3 separate regions of the Zea mays genome follow, and regions 2 and 3 are each linked to region 1. Evidence: chromatin contacts called from public Hi-C data. All regions are on one chromosome and are shown on one strand. Each heading gives the region's core, a stretch centred on a gene start, on an enhancer-like site or on the middle of the called end of the contact. The rest is flanking DNA. Distances are from core to core; before and after follow the strand shown. Region 1 holds the start of LOC103635584. Region 2 holds the start of LOC100284059 (coronatine-insensitive protein 1). Region 3 has its middle 28 kb from the start of LOC103637126.

Evidence for each region. A called contact is a pair of places that touch in the nucleus more often than the background predicts.
Region 2: a Hi-C map of leaf shows a contact between it and region 1, with 2.5 times the contacts expected there. The contact joins the promoter of LOC100284059 here to the promoter of LOC103635584 in region 1. A contact is called at or near these places in 3 of 25 Hi-C or Micro-C datasets (ear, leaf and tassel).
Region 3: a contact with region 1 is called in a Hi-C map of ear, with 4 times the contacts expected there. The contact joins the enhancer-like site here to the promoter of LOC103635584 in region 1. A contact is called at or near these places in 5 of 25 Hi-C or Micro-C datasets (bundle sheath, ear, leaf and 1 more).

What each region holds. Positions count from the first base shown.
Region 1 is chr8:98,080,816-98,084,890 of Zm-B73-REFERENCE-NAM-5.0, reverse strand. LOC103635584 reads left to right here and starts at 1,855. Exons shown (of 5, transcript XM_035961736.1): 1 at 1,855-2,018; 2 at 3,591-3,753. The coding sequence starts at 1,956.
Region 2 is chr8:98,661,825-98,666,124 of Zm-B73-REFERENCE-NAM-5.0, reverse strand. LOC100284059 (coronatine-insensitive protein 1) reads right to left here and starts at 2,757. Exons shown (of 3, transcript NM_001156957.1): 1 at 2,059-2,757; 2 at 603-1,077; 3 at 1-518. The coding sequence starts at 2,576.
Region 3 is chr8:98,771,318-98,775,638 of Zm-B73-REFERENCE-NAM-5.0, reverse strand. No RefSeq gene overlaps it. Among protein-coding and RNA genes, the nearest start is that of LOC103637126, 28 kb to the left of the region's middle. Within about 2 kb of position 3,043, at least 14 of the 20 cell types and tissues checked have an H3K27ac peak or open chromatin away from gene starts, as enhancers often do. A contact at or near this core is called in bundle sheath, ear, leaf and 1 more, where this site is marked.

The DNA of each region.
Region 1 (4,075 bases), core at 606-3,105:
CGGATCACTGCCAACGTTTGGTAACTGCAACACACACCAAACACTGTGTTCGGTGATTTGAATCTCTTTCCCACCACCAATCTCTATTTTCATTGTTTCTGGGTTAAGCTTCCGCATCAGCCAGCTAAGCAACTTTCTCGACAATAAATGTGGCTTGAATCTAAGTAGGCCGCCAAACCCCTTAGCAACCACTTCACTTTTCAATTCATCAGATAGAGAATTCACAAGCTTTATAAATTTCCCAGGTGAGCATCGAATAGCTCGTGTCTTAGTTATACCCTTATTTTCATCTCCACCAACAATACCAACATTGTCATCACCAGACCCATCGCCACCAGGAACAAACTCTGTGTCTTTTTCATCATCACTTTCGGCGTCTTGTATAGGAGGGACTTTCAACCTTAATCTCTTCTTCCTTTCCATTAATTCATTTTTATCTAGTTGCTTTCTCTTGTTTTCAACACGGGAAGAGCGACGGACAGCATGAGCACCTTGCTGGCCTGATACATTCTGATCTTCATCCATTATAAAAAACACTGAAAAAATGGGAATGAAAAAAACATGAGGGCACAAACACATGGTACAGATCTCATAACCAAAAATTGCTAATCAACAAACTAAAACACACAGTACAAAAATAGGAACAAAAAATAGTTGCAATACACACTAATGCTGCACACATACATTAGTACTGGGACAGAATTGCAACATGCGACATAAGCCAGTTGCAACAAGACTGCTAAAAAAATTACTACTGGGACAGTTGCAACAGGGAATTTAAACAAATAACTAGTTGTATACGAACACAGTTATAAAAGACAGGAATAATGTACGTGGGTTGAAAGTAAAAATTATACAGTTGCAACACACATTAGTACTGGGACAGAATTGCCACATGCGCCATAAGCCAGTTGCAACAAAACTGCTAAAACAATTACTACTGGGACAGTTGCAAAAGTGAATTTAAACAAATAACTAGTTGTATACGAGCACAGTTATAAAAAGACAGGAATAATGTATGTGGGTTGAAAGTAAAAATTATACAGTTGCAACTTATGTGATGGACCAGTTGCAACTTATGTGATGGACCAGTTGCAACAAAAGGTACACTGCAGTTACAAAAAAAGTAGAAACATCTGAGTATAGAACAGAAACTGCTTATTCAAAATGAAATGTATCCGCATAAAATACAACAATTAATAATTTCAATCAACGAATAATACTAGTTGCAACACTTGGGGAAAAATGGGGTTTACCAGTCTATCACCGAAAATAACAAAACAAATACAAAAAATGGGAACAGAGAAACGGCAGAGAGAGCGGATGCGCTTACACGGCGGGCGCGCGCGCAGACTACTCCGGCGCGGGCGACGTCTCCGGCGAGCAAACGATTCTGACGGGATCCGTTCGCGGAGAAGTGTGGAGGCGGATCCGTTCGCGGGATGGACGAAGACGGGAATGGGAGCGAGCGCACAACGGCTATGGCGAGGGCTACGTCGCCGGCGAAGAGAAATATTGAGCCGTTCGCGGAGAGCCTATGAAGTGGAAAAGGCACAGTCGGGGCGAGGAAGTGAAAACGCGCAATAGAGGAGGGGGGAAGTCGTCGGTACGGCTGCGTCGGTTCGGCTCTGTGGAGCGGTTGGATCGGACCATGTGCACCTGGGCGCGTAAGTTGGGCCTGGGTGCATTCTCTATAATGAATGCACCCAGGTGTAATATATATAAACAGTATATATATATATATATATATATATATATATATATATATATATATATATATATATATATATATATTAAGGAGTAGTAAAGAGTAGTATAGATATAGATGCATGTATTGGCCCTAAAGAAAAATAGGGGCTACCGCTCTGACCCAACCCATCAACCACTTCGCCTTAGCGTGAAGTCGTGAACTCTGTTCATAGTCCAGGGCCGCCGCCTCAGCGTGGTCTTGTACAATGGCGGAGGATTCTGGCGCCATCCTCCGCCACATCTCCTCCGTCAAGGATATGGTCGACAAGGTCTAGCATCCACTGATCTCCCCCTCTTATGTACACTTGTCTGCTTCCGTTCTCTCTACTCGCCAGTGTAGAATGAATTGACTGAGGGGGCAGTGAGGTTGCTGCGCCGCCCAGCCCGACCCGGCTGGACTCCTCCTGGATGAATCGCTTCGCGTGGAGTCTGCTGGAATCACCACCTGCGTTAGTGTTTCGACTCGACTCGAGCTGCAGACAAACGGGTTGGGGTCTTGGGGGTAATATTTGAGAGTTCAGACTTCAGTTGAGTTGAGTCGAGCTACATTGCTTGCCTCTGCGTTTTAGCTGTTGTGTACATCTGACATCTCTGCTCTCTGGTGTTACAGGCCGTGATGCCTTTAGTGGACGTTAGGTATTTCTTTGCCGTTGAAAACTTGTATCATGTTTCAGCATTCTGATGCTGCTATAAAATTGAGCTTTCTAATCAAGACCCGATTGCCCTGCCTAGGCATGTCTGGTGCACTGAACATTTTTTTGGTGATATGATTGGTGTCATATCATATACTTTCATTTAGCATTCAAGGGAAGCCTCTAGGTCACATTAGTTTTCTTGTTAATCACAAATTTATATTTTAAATGAAACTTTGGTTCCACCATTAATTTTCTAGTTATTGCTGAAGTAACATATATCTCAATGCATTGGGAATGAGTAATTAAACTACTAGCTGCACAGCTCAAAATTAATGTGAATGGATGACCAAACTGTTAATTGTCTTGTGTATGGTGCATCTGATTGAGCACAAAATCTTGCTCATGCTTTACCTTATATTATATCATTCTGAGTGATAATGTTTTCATCTATAGAAACTGAATGATGTTATGCTTTAGAAGGAGAGTCATCTGGTCCTTTCCCTTTTGTGAATACAATGTAAGACAGCTGTCGTGGATGATGGGGCTTATGCCTTTATGATAAATCATCTGATGAATGGTATGATGTAAGGGTAACTGATGTGATGTGTGTTGTATTATTTCTATGAAAGCAAATGTATACCTTCTATCTGTGAATTAATAGTAATAACTTGCATACGGAGAGCTGGATTTTCTATTTTCTTGATCCATGTTGAATACTTCTCCGTTTCTTTTTATAATTATTGCATGAATTTAGGGATACAGATCTTTTTTTTTACCAAAATTTAACTTTAGAAAAAATTTCTGATGGTGGAATACAACTTTAGTATCATTGGATTCATATTTGAGAGCCCTTTTGTATGGTATTGATCTTATAGTTATGAACTATATAGTACAAGATATATTAGTGGCCTAATTACAGTGTTCGGGAATGCACCAAGTAAAACCATATCTTTTGTTTTGGATTAGAGGGAATACATGCTTCGTTGTTATATTCAACTTCTTTTGACACTTACCATGCTGTAAGGTTCATTATATCCCCTGAATTAGGTTAACGAAGAGATTGAACAAAACATTACAGTGTTCGGGAATGCACCAAGTCAAACCACATCTTTTGTTTTGGTTTGGAGGGAATACGTGCTTGGTTGTTATATTCAACTTCTTTTGACACTTACCATGCTGTAAGGTTCATTATATCCCCTGAATTAGGTTAATGAAGAGATTGAACAAAACATACAGAAGACCAGGGAAATAGAATCAGAGATAGTGCAACATTCTGAAACCGAAAAGCACTATCTCAACAAGGAGTCTGAGTTGACAAAAGAAGTATCAGTTACTGAGTTTGAACTCAATGGTCTTATCCAAGTGGCTGGTAATTGTTGCTTTGTTTTCCGTTTTCAGCATTGCAAGCATTTGGAAAATAATCTATCTTTAATGTTTTCTCATTGTTAGTTAACTTTCCTTCACATACCTGTATCTTTGTCATTTTTTCAACAAAGATAGGTCTAAAGTTCCTAAAATGTGATTTCCTGTGTTCGCCAAGATATTTTGCACAATTGACATGTGCAACATGTGAATTCAACTTTTACTTTTTATTTGAGTGAAAAAATAATGTCACTTTTCACAACAAGTATAATGACTAACAGTTTAACATGACTAAACAAAGAGTTTTCTTATAGCCACTGGTGAAATGT
Region 2 (4,300 bases), core at 1,508-4,007, 580 kb before region 1:
CTCCTGAGTTCAAGCTTTCGCAGGTTTACGCAACCCAATGCGAAGCTGATCAATCCATCATCAGTTTCCCCAACATTACCGAGAAGCATGTACTGGATGTTTCCGCTGCACTGTCCAATGTAGCCGAGACCTGCATCTGAGAGCCCTCCTGGTCTCAAGTACAGAGCAAACCTCCGAAGCTTGGTGCAGCCCCTCAACAAAGCTCGGACACCATTGTCCAGTGGCAAGTCTGTTATCCTCTCTTCTCTATCAAGTAGAACAAGCCGGAAGTCGTATAGTTTTTTGCAGAATGTCCCGATAGATTCCAAGGCCCCATTGGTTATATCAGACACATAGGCAGCTATATATTCCAGCTCACGGCAACCTACGGCTATAGCCGTCAAGCCCACTTGAGAGACCCCTCCCTGCTCTTCTTGCACACCTCCTTCATCATCTCCTCGCTCTATTCTGAGCCTTTGGAGCTTCTTGCACGTATCCGCAACAACTCCTAATCCTCTATCTCCAATCACATTCCTCACCTATCGGAAAAAATATACTGTCAATTACCATGAAAAGATTGCCAATTCAGTATCTTCATAATTTACATGAGCAGGAGATGATACCGCGAGAACTAGTAAGTTCGGGCATTTTGCAATGAGCTGGCAATGGTCCTCAGTGGTGAGGAAAGTGTATTGCAAATCCAGCTTCTTTAGTATTGCAGAAAAAGGGAACATAATGGGCATTTCATTTGTTCCCATGTAAGTAAGTCCCAAGGAGCATAGTCTTGATGGAAATTTAACATTCACATACTTGCTGAGTTCCCCTTGCTCATTGAATGTCCCTCCAGCAAATTCTTCCAGTGCTGTGGCAAATTGGAAGAACTCTATCAAATCTGAAAGATCGCAGTCACTAATCTTCAATGAAATCAGTGACTTGCAGCTCTTTGCAAGAAGCTTTAGGTCAGCTGGCATCACTTCAAGCTCAGTCATGTGGAAATTCAATGTTGTCAGAACAGGACAGCAGACTGCGAGATCGTGGATCCATTCACTGCCCTTATCATCAATTTGACATTCTTCCAAAAATAAAGTCCTCAGTGATCTGATGAAATTTAGCACCACAAGTTAGTGTAATGATTTCATCACAATATTAGCAGCTATAAGGATACCAAATGGGAAAATCAAATAACAAAAGGATGCACTACAGCCTACAGGCAACTAAATGTAACCCCATTTTAGCAATCAACAAATAACAATCCCTGTCCTGACACCTAAAATCTGCATGTCAAGGGGGTGATCAGGAAACGCAAAAGCTCCTAGCAGAATACAGAAAAACGATAGACATATGCCATGTTTACATGTTGCTTGGGAATTTTGTTAGAATTTTAGAACTAGGAGAATCACAGAAGTTCAACTCAACTAGTCGATAGTATCCTTGTTTTAATTGGAATTGCATTAAATATTGCCAACAATCCATGCTACACGTAAATTTGGGGCCATTTAAAGACTCCTTTTCTGGTAGATCCATCCAAAGACAAAACACAGCCTAATCTTCAATAGCTCCCTTATTTGATTCCCTGCTCTCAGTGGTTTGCTCGATGACTCAACTTTTCTTTATAATATAATATATATCGAGTAAGGCATCGCATAATCAAATTATTGACAATCAACACCATCAATTAAACTTTCTTTTTTGGAGAAACCTGCAGCAGAAGCCACGAATTGTAATGATACAGGTTTGAAGATGCACTCCTACGACTTCTGCTTTGATCTTCTATGCTTAGGACTTAGGATTAGGAGTTAGGATGTGTAATCATTTGAGAGCAGCCAACCCAATTTTGTGCGCCAGATCTCAAGCCTGCTTTTCGGTAATAACTTTCCCCAAGGTACCACAAGTTTCTACTTGCAGAAAGTGACGCTCGGTTGGGTGCTATACTGCTATGGCTAAACCGTTACGGGGAATCAACGACTAAACAGTACCCCTTCTCCTTGCCACCATTCCCAGTAACCCCAATTCGATCTTACTTGCTCCACACCCAGATCGGAGCTAAAAAAGAGCAAGAGAATCGAGGAGTACGAGTACCTGCAGGAGCGGGCAACGAGGCGGAGTCCATGAGTGGAGAAGCCGGTGCACTTATCGAGCTTCAGCTCCTGCAGCATGTGCCCCCTGGCACGGACGAGCTCGGCGAGGTCGTCGTCTGTGACGACCATGCGTCGGAGGTGGAGCGCCTTGAGGCACTCGAGCGGCGCGGCGAGCTCGGTGATCCACGGGCGGGCGTAGGCGCCCCAGTCGTCGGGTATGAGCCCGTACATGGCCGCGCGGGGCTTCCCCTTCACCGCGAGCGACTCGAGCCGCGGGAACCGCGCGAGCAGGCGTGCCGGGGAAACGGCGTAGCAGAAGGGCACCGTCACGTGCTTCCGCGAGAGCGCGTCGACGCGGTGCCACCGGTGACACACCAGCGACGCGGCCTCCCGGTCGCGCGGGTCCTCGACGAACCCCATCACGAGTTGCAGCATCTCCTCGGGAACCCAGCCGCCGTCACCGCCGCCGATGCTCAGCGCCCGGGTCAGCCGCCGCGGCTCCGGCGCCTCCCCACCCATCGATCCCGATCGGACTGCGGACGGATCAGGCTAGCTCGCAGGCTCCGCTAGCTTTCTACCGCAGCAGCTCCACGTCGGCTCGACAACGATCTGCTCCAGCGAGGGGCGGAGACATGGGATTCCCTCCTCTGCTCCCACTCGCCCTGATTCGGTAGTGCTTGAAGCTGCAGCAAGCAGGGGTGGAGAGAATTATTGGAGGGAGAAGAGAGAGTGGAGAGGAGGACCAGGTGGGGTGGGGATTGGGGAAGCGGCGTTTACTTCAGCGCGATCCAGCTGAGGATGCCAAGCCACGTCGGCAGGGGACCGGGGTGGGGAATTTGCTCGGCGCACACGGACGCACGGCACGGACACACACTCTGTCGCCGGCGGTCTGGTGTCTAGTGTCCTGGCTCGAGTTGGACTGGCTTGGTGGAAACAATTACATAATACTGTACTACAGTTTATTTACTATAATAGTTTTTCTCTAAAAGCTATTTTTAGCTAACTTCACAGTAAACTAAAAATACTAGCTCTTTCTTTTTTTTTCTTTGCTACAATTTTCAAAAGAAAATGTTTTACCAATGTTTAATAAATAAATTTGACTCTATTGATAAAGCTGTTTTTAAAGACAAAACCAACAAAATCTAATTCATCAATGAAGCAGAACCACGGATCCGGATGCTAAGAGCAGTTGTACCATGTGAGCGTTAGATGAAGGCTATCATTGAGCCTGTTCAGTTGTGTTTATTTCTAATTACCTACTGTTGTATGCACAATGTTCCATGAAACGGCTTTTAGTCAGAACCGTTGTACTGCCATGCTGTAGAATTCAAGCGAACGGGATGATTCGGCTTGTACTTTTGAGCTACTTTAGTCATTCATAATGGTGTGTCAACATGCTATCATAAGATGATGGTGTTGGGACCCATCTTACACCAAACGCCGGAAAAAACGGTGTTCTCTGCAAGAGCGCGGATAGTCTGCGGCCCTGCACTGGACAGTCCACGACATCGCTGCAGGAGCAGCTTCTCCCTATATGCGTGTCGAACGCACCACGCCTGAGGTTTTTGAACGGTTCATGCGTGCGTAAAGAGTCTTTTTGTTGAATTATTAGATATTTTTCAGATTAAATTCTGAATATAAATCATGACCAAATCAAAAGAACTGAAGTATAAAATCAAATCAAATGATGCGTACTGATCAGACATACTGGTAAATAACGCGGGCCGGAAGCAGCAGGGTCGACGACGTCGAAGCAGCGGGGCCGATGACGTCGAAGCAGCAGGGTTCGACGACAAGATCGCGAGCAGTCGCGTAAGGACGCTTCCCAAAAACCTTATTCGCCCTCTCCCGGTGCAGGATCTCGAAGGCGAAGGGTTCCGGAGACCTGCCCTCCCGAGCGCAGATGCACGTCGGCGGTCGGGATGAAGAGAACTACGATGGCGGCGCAGTTGTGAGTAGAGGCGAAAATTAGGATGAGTTTGATGTTGGCTGCCAGGCGCCTTATATAGGGCCGAGTCCGCGAACCGATAACTATCTGTGATCCGATCTGCATGCGAACAGCCAAGCAACCAAAAAATAAAATGGCAAAAGGAAGTCGCGCCCCCGCAAGGCGAGGGGCCGGATTTCGACGGACCATTCACGAGCATGTCGTGCCCCCGCGCCCCGCCCCGCCCCGGCCTGGCCAGGCGATCGAGCGCACGTGTGGTTCTCCACACTCTCTCCTCTCATTCATGACTTGGTGA
Region 3 (4,321 bases), core at 1,794-4,293, 690 kb before region 1:
TTGACCATATGAAGACGGTGGATATTGATACAAATGATAGGGATAAGGGTATGGTGTTGGACGCGCAGCCGGAAATAGTGCACGGGGGAGTGAGGCTGAAACATCGGAGCGACGATGTAGTGAAGACTCATCTAACGGAAGGGTTGTAGGTGACCCATCGGACTGCAAGAGATCCGTGAAGGTGTTCAAATCTGGGGACCAACCCGACATTGTGTGAAGAAAGGGGAGTTTGGAAGAGAAAAATGAGATGGAATGGTGTGTGGAATGAGCTCCACCCGGGTAGGGGTATATATAGAGGGATTGGGGATGAAATTTGTGATTTTTTGCAATTTTTTTCGAATTTTTTGGACTCCAAACGGTCAAAAACGGCTAGTTGCAACGGCTAGCACACGTGGACCAATCAGATCGCGACACGTGGACCAATCAGATCGCGCCACGTCGCTCTCGCCCGCGCTCTCGCCCCGCCAGTGCCTCGCCTCCCTCTCGCCCGGGCGGGCGCTCCAGCGCGGGCGAGAGCGAGGCGATACCGCCCGCTCTCGCCGGGCGCGAGCGCCATCGCCTGTTGCCGGCCTCTCGCCCGCCTCTCGCCTGCGCGTGGGCGGCAGCGGCCTTTTCTTGCCCGCGCTGCCGCCCGAACTGTCACCAGCCTCATGCTTCCAAGTTCCAACCTAGCTGCCGTCTACCGCAATCTAGGTGTCACCGCCATCCTAACTCTCTGTTTCTTGTTTCCCGACTGCCAGCCACCTCCGCAAGACAATCAACTCGAATGACTTTGCTGATGAAGAAGCGACCTAGGCTCCGTTGTTCTTCATCATCGTGTCAACCTTCAGCACGCCAGCTCCTCCATCGATGGGGCGTCGATGGCTTAGACCTTGACGGACCAAGATCCTGACGGCTCACCGCAGGGTCGATTTCCGGCAAGACAAAGGGACGGTCCATAAAGTTGTCTGAAGATGCGGGACAATGTGGTGTTCTCCAAGATAAAGGACTACCGACCTAGTAGCCGGACTAAAGAAAATGCCATTTATATTATAGAATTAGAACTCTTCTTTCTTAGCCGAATAGGACTCGACTTCCTCAATAGAGTGTGCTTTGCTCTGAGTCAGCTCAGGGTTGGCGGAACCGCGGAAGGCAGAAGGACACGGTTACTTCATCTTGATCACGGAGCGATGTTGTTGGAGAAGGTAGCGTAGCTGCAATCATAGTTGGTCGAGTAATTAAATGGAGTAGGCCTATTAAATATAGAAGAACCATCATCATATTCCAAAAGGGAAACTTATTGAACGTTTACCCTAAAGACTTTTTGCTAGGACTTGGGTCCCCTAAAGACTTTCTTCTATTCTCTACCGTCTTATTAGTAGCAACATCTTGCTTTCCCTTGCTCATGGTGGCTCTAGCATTCCTTCCCATTGTGTAGATGTATGTGTTGTCATTAACATGCATCAATGAAGATTACTTTTGACCAGTCGCCTCAGCATCTCCTCTCCTGGCAGTCAGATGGCAACGGAGCACCGACGACTGAACTGACCGCCGCCGCAAGCGACGGCGTGCCGGGGCATCGGTCGCTATCGCCAAACAGGCAGTGTGCCATGGCGGCACCAGCAGGACCCGGACCGGACCGGACCGGCAATTCAGCACCAGGTACGTTTTACGTAGCCATCGCCGTAGTAGCCGCCAGGGGACCGACCTCCCCAGTTGCAACCATTACAAAACGCACGCACCTGCCTGCGTGCCTTGGAATTAATCTAGCAGGGCGGGGGCGCAATTAACACCCCTTCCCAAGCAAACATACGCTAGCTGATTGTTTCTGCAAAAGGAGGAACGGAAGAGGGACCATCCGATTGTTTTTGTTCTCTGCGCAAAGTTGAAACTGGGGACGCACTACGCAGCACATGCGCCCATGGCGGCCGGCGCGACGACGACGACGAGGGACGAGGCCAGCATGCCACGATAGACTGATGAATGGGGAACACCGGGGGAGTAAAAACAATTGCGTCGTCGTCATGGGCATTCAGGAGGCGCAGCAAGTCTGGCCAATACTGGCGTGCTGATGGTTCGCCCTCTACCGGGGTTCTTTCAAAGATAAGCATATCTATCTATCAGGGGAAAATATCCTGTGCAATCATATATATTGGTGCAAGCGTGCAATCAAGCGGTTTGATGCATCTAATCTAGATCTAATGATGACTGTTATTTTATATTTAACCCCTTCCACCTAAAACATAGTACCTATTTTACTTTTAACCCTTCCATATGAAACCGTTGGATCTAGATTGGATGCTCTGGATAGTTTGATTGCACGCTTGCACCAAAATGATTGATTGCAAAGGATATGTCCTCATCTATCAGCGAGGACTGATTTGACGATCAGAAAAAAACGAAAACGAAGGGGACTGCAATTATTGACAGTGTAAGAGTTGACGCAACTGCACGTAGTAGTACTGTTCAACAAACAAATCAAATAAAAAAATACATAATCATGTACATGATAGCTCAAATATAGAAAAATAAACAGATAAAATTGACATAATGTAGTTCGAAGTTACTAATCACAAGGATATTATACAACCACTAATACAGTTTTTTTTTAAAAAAAATCAGCAGCATATTTCTTTTAGATATAATACGCAAGTCCACAAATATATAACAGATAATAGATAGTTGGCATTTAAATGTTCAATACTTTCACATCACCAAATGAAACAACTAATGGATATATTGTGCCCCCATACGGTAAAGCAATCAATTCGAGAAGAAATATACAATACGTTGTTCACCACGCGAATTATAGGGGTACCTTTTTACGTCAATTTGGCTAGCGGGAGTATTCTCGGCCGATTAATTTCATAGCCCATGTTAAGGTTTCTCCAATTTTTAAATACCTTTTGTCTCATGTTTCCATGCCCTCTAGTGTAACAAAAAAAAACAATTTGCAAATCTCTCGTGTCATTTGTTTGTTTGAAGTGCGAACACACGTACGTAATGGGCCATCCGTCATTGGGCCAGCAGGCCGATAGCGCAATGCGCCAAGGCAGAAGACGAAGTGCAGACGCTGGCCCGGGTACCCGACCGTCGGATACCCATATCCGATATGAGATATACGGATAGTTACTGGGTACTATGATTTTATATCCTACCTGTATCCAAATGGTTATTATGCGAGTAGTAACCGTATCCATTCTGGTAACAAAAATAACTGTATCCATATCTGAAAATTCGTGTTATTTCACTACCTGTATCTAGTATCCGATCCAGGTACCTGTCCCGTTTTCAACCCTAATCTTGCAGCTTCGTTTATAAGAGACGAACCGGTGGTGAAGTGAAAGTTGTTTCCCGTCCAATTTGATTTTTGTTTAGGAAGCCGTGATGTGCAGGGACATCCTTCTGACGATGGTATATGGAAGAAAGACCATCCAAAAAGCCCTCTTCTCACACCGATAAGGGTCACGAAACGTTGTGAGGATTGCAAGTCGGTGAAGGTTTCGATGTTCAAATTCTACCTAGAATCTATCACTAGTACAAAGAAGCTCTATAGAGGCAGTTCACAACCTATTTTTGCTAGTGTTTTCCAGAACCGTAAGCGCTAGTGGCCAATGGAAATAAATCTTTCCACTGACAGGTTTTTAAGTTCTTGGAGGAGAAGAAAGGGTATTTATACCAGAAATGTCACCCATGGCGGTTTGATTAATGAACCGCATGTGAAAATAGATTTTTATTGACGGTTAACTTAAAAAACCGCCAGTGAAACCGTGCATTTTCACAGGTGGTTCTCTTAATAAAACCGTCAGTGAAAAACACATTTTTACCGACAGTTTGTCTGTGAATATGCATGGTTTTCGCTGGTGGTTTTTTTTAAGTTAACCTTCAGCGAAAATGTGTTTTCACTAGCGGTTCTGTAAGTCGAGGCTACTTGTTGGGGTCTGTTTCTCTGCCGAAGATCCTCAGGATGAAGAAACCGTTTGTAATTTATTTTGACAAAGATACATCAAAGGAACTGAGTGCCGAAGCTGTGACAGACACGCAAGAAATACATCGAAGCTTCGGCAAGAACTAAAGCTTCATCTTAAGATGATCACGAAGGTCATACATGAAATCAAGACAGCAATAAAAAGACATGTTTATCCTTGATATTTGTATTAGAGCAATGTATAGATATCAGGGTCATAATTGTAATTTTGTTTGGACCGCGTCCCATGCCTATAAATAGATGAACAGTACCCACATATTGTTCATGCTTTTATTGGAAGGCTGTACTAGCATTCTCTCCTTCGAGCAAGCCGAATATACAAATATAATATACAACTTGTATCACTTTATTAAC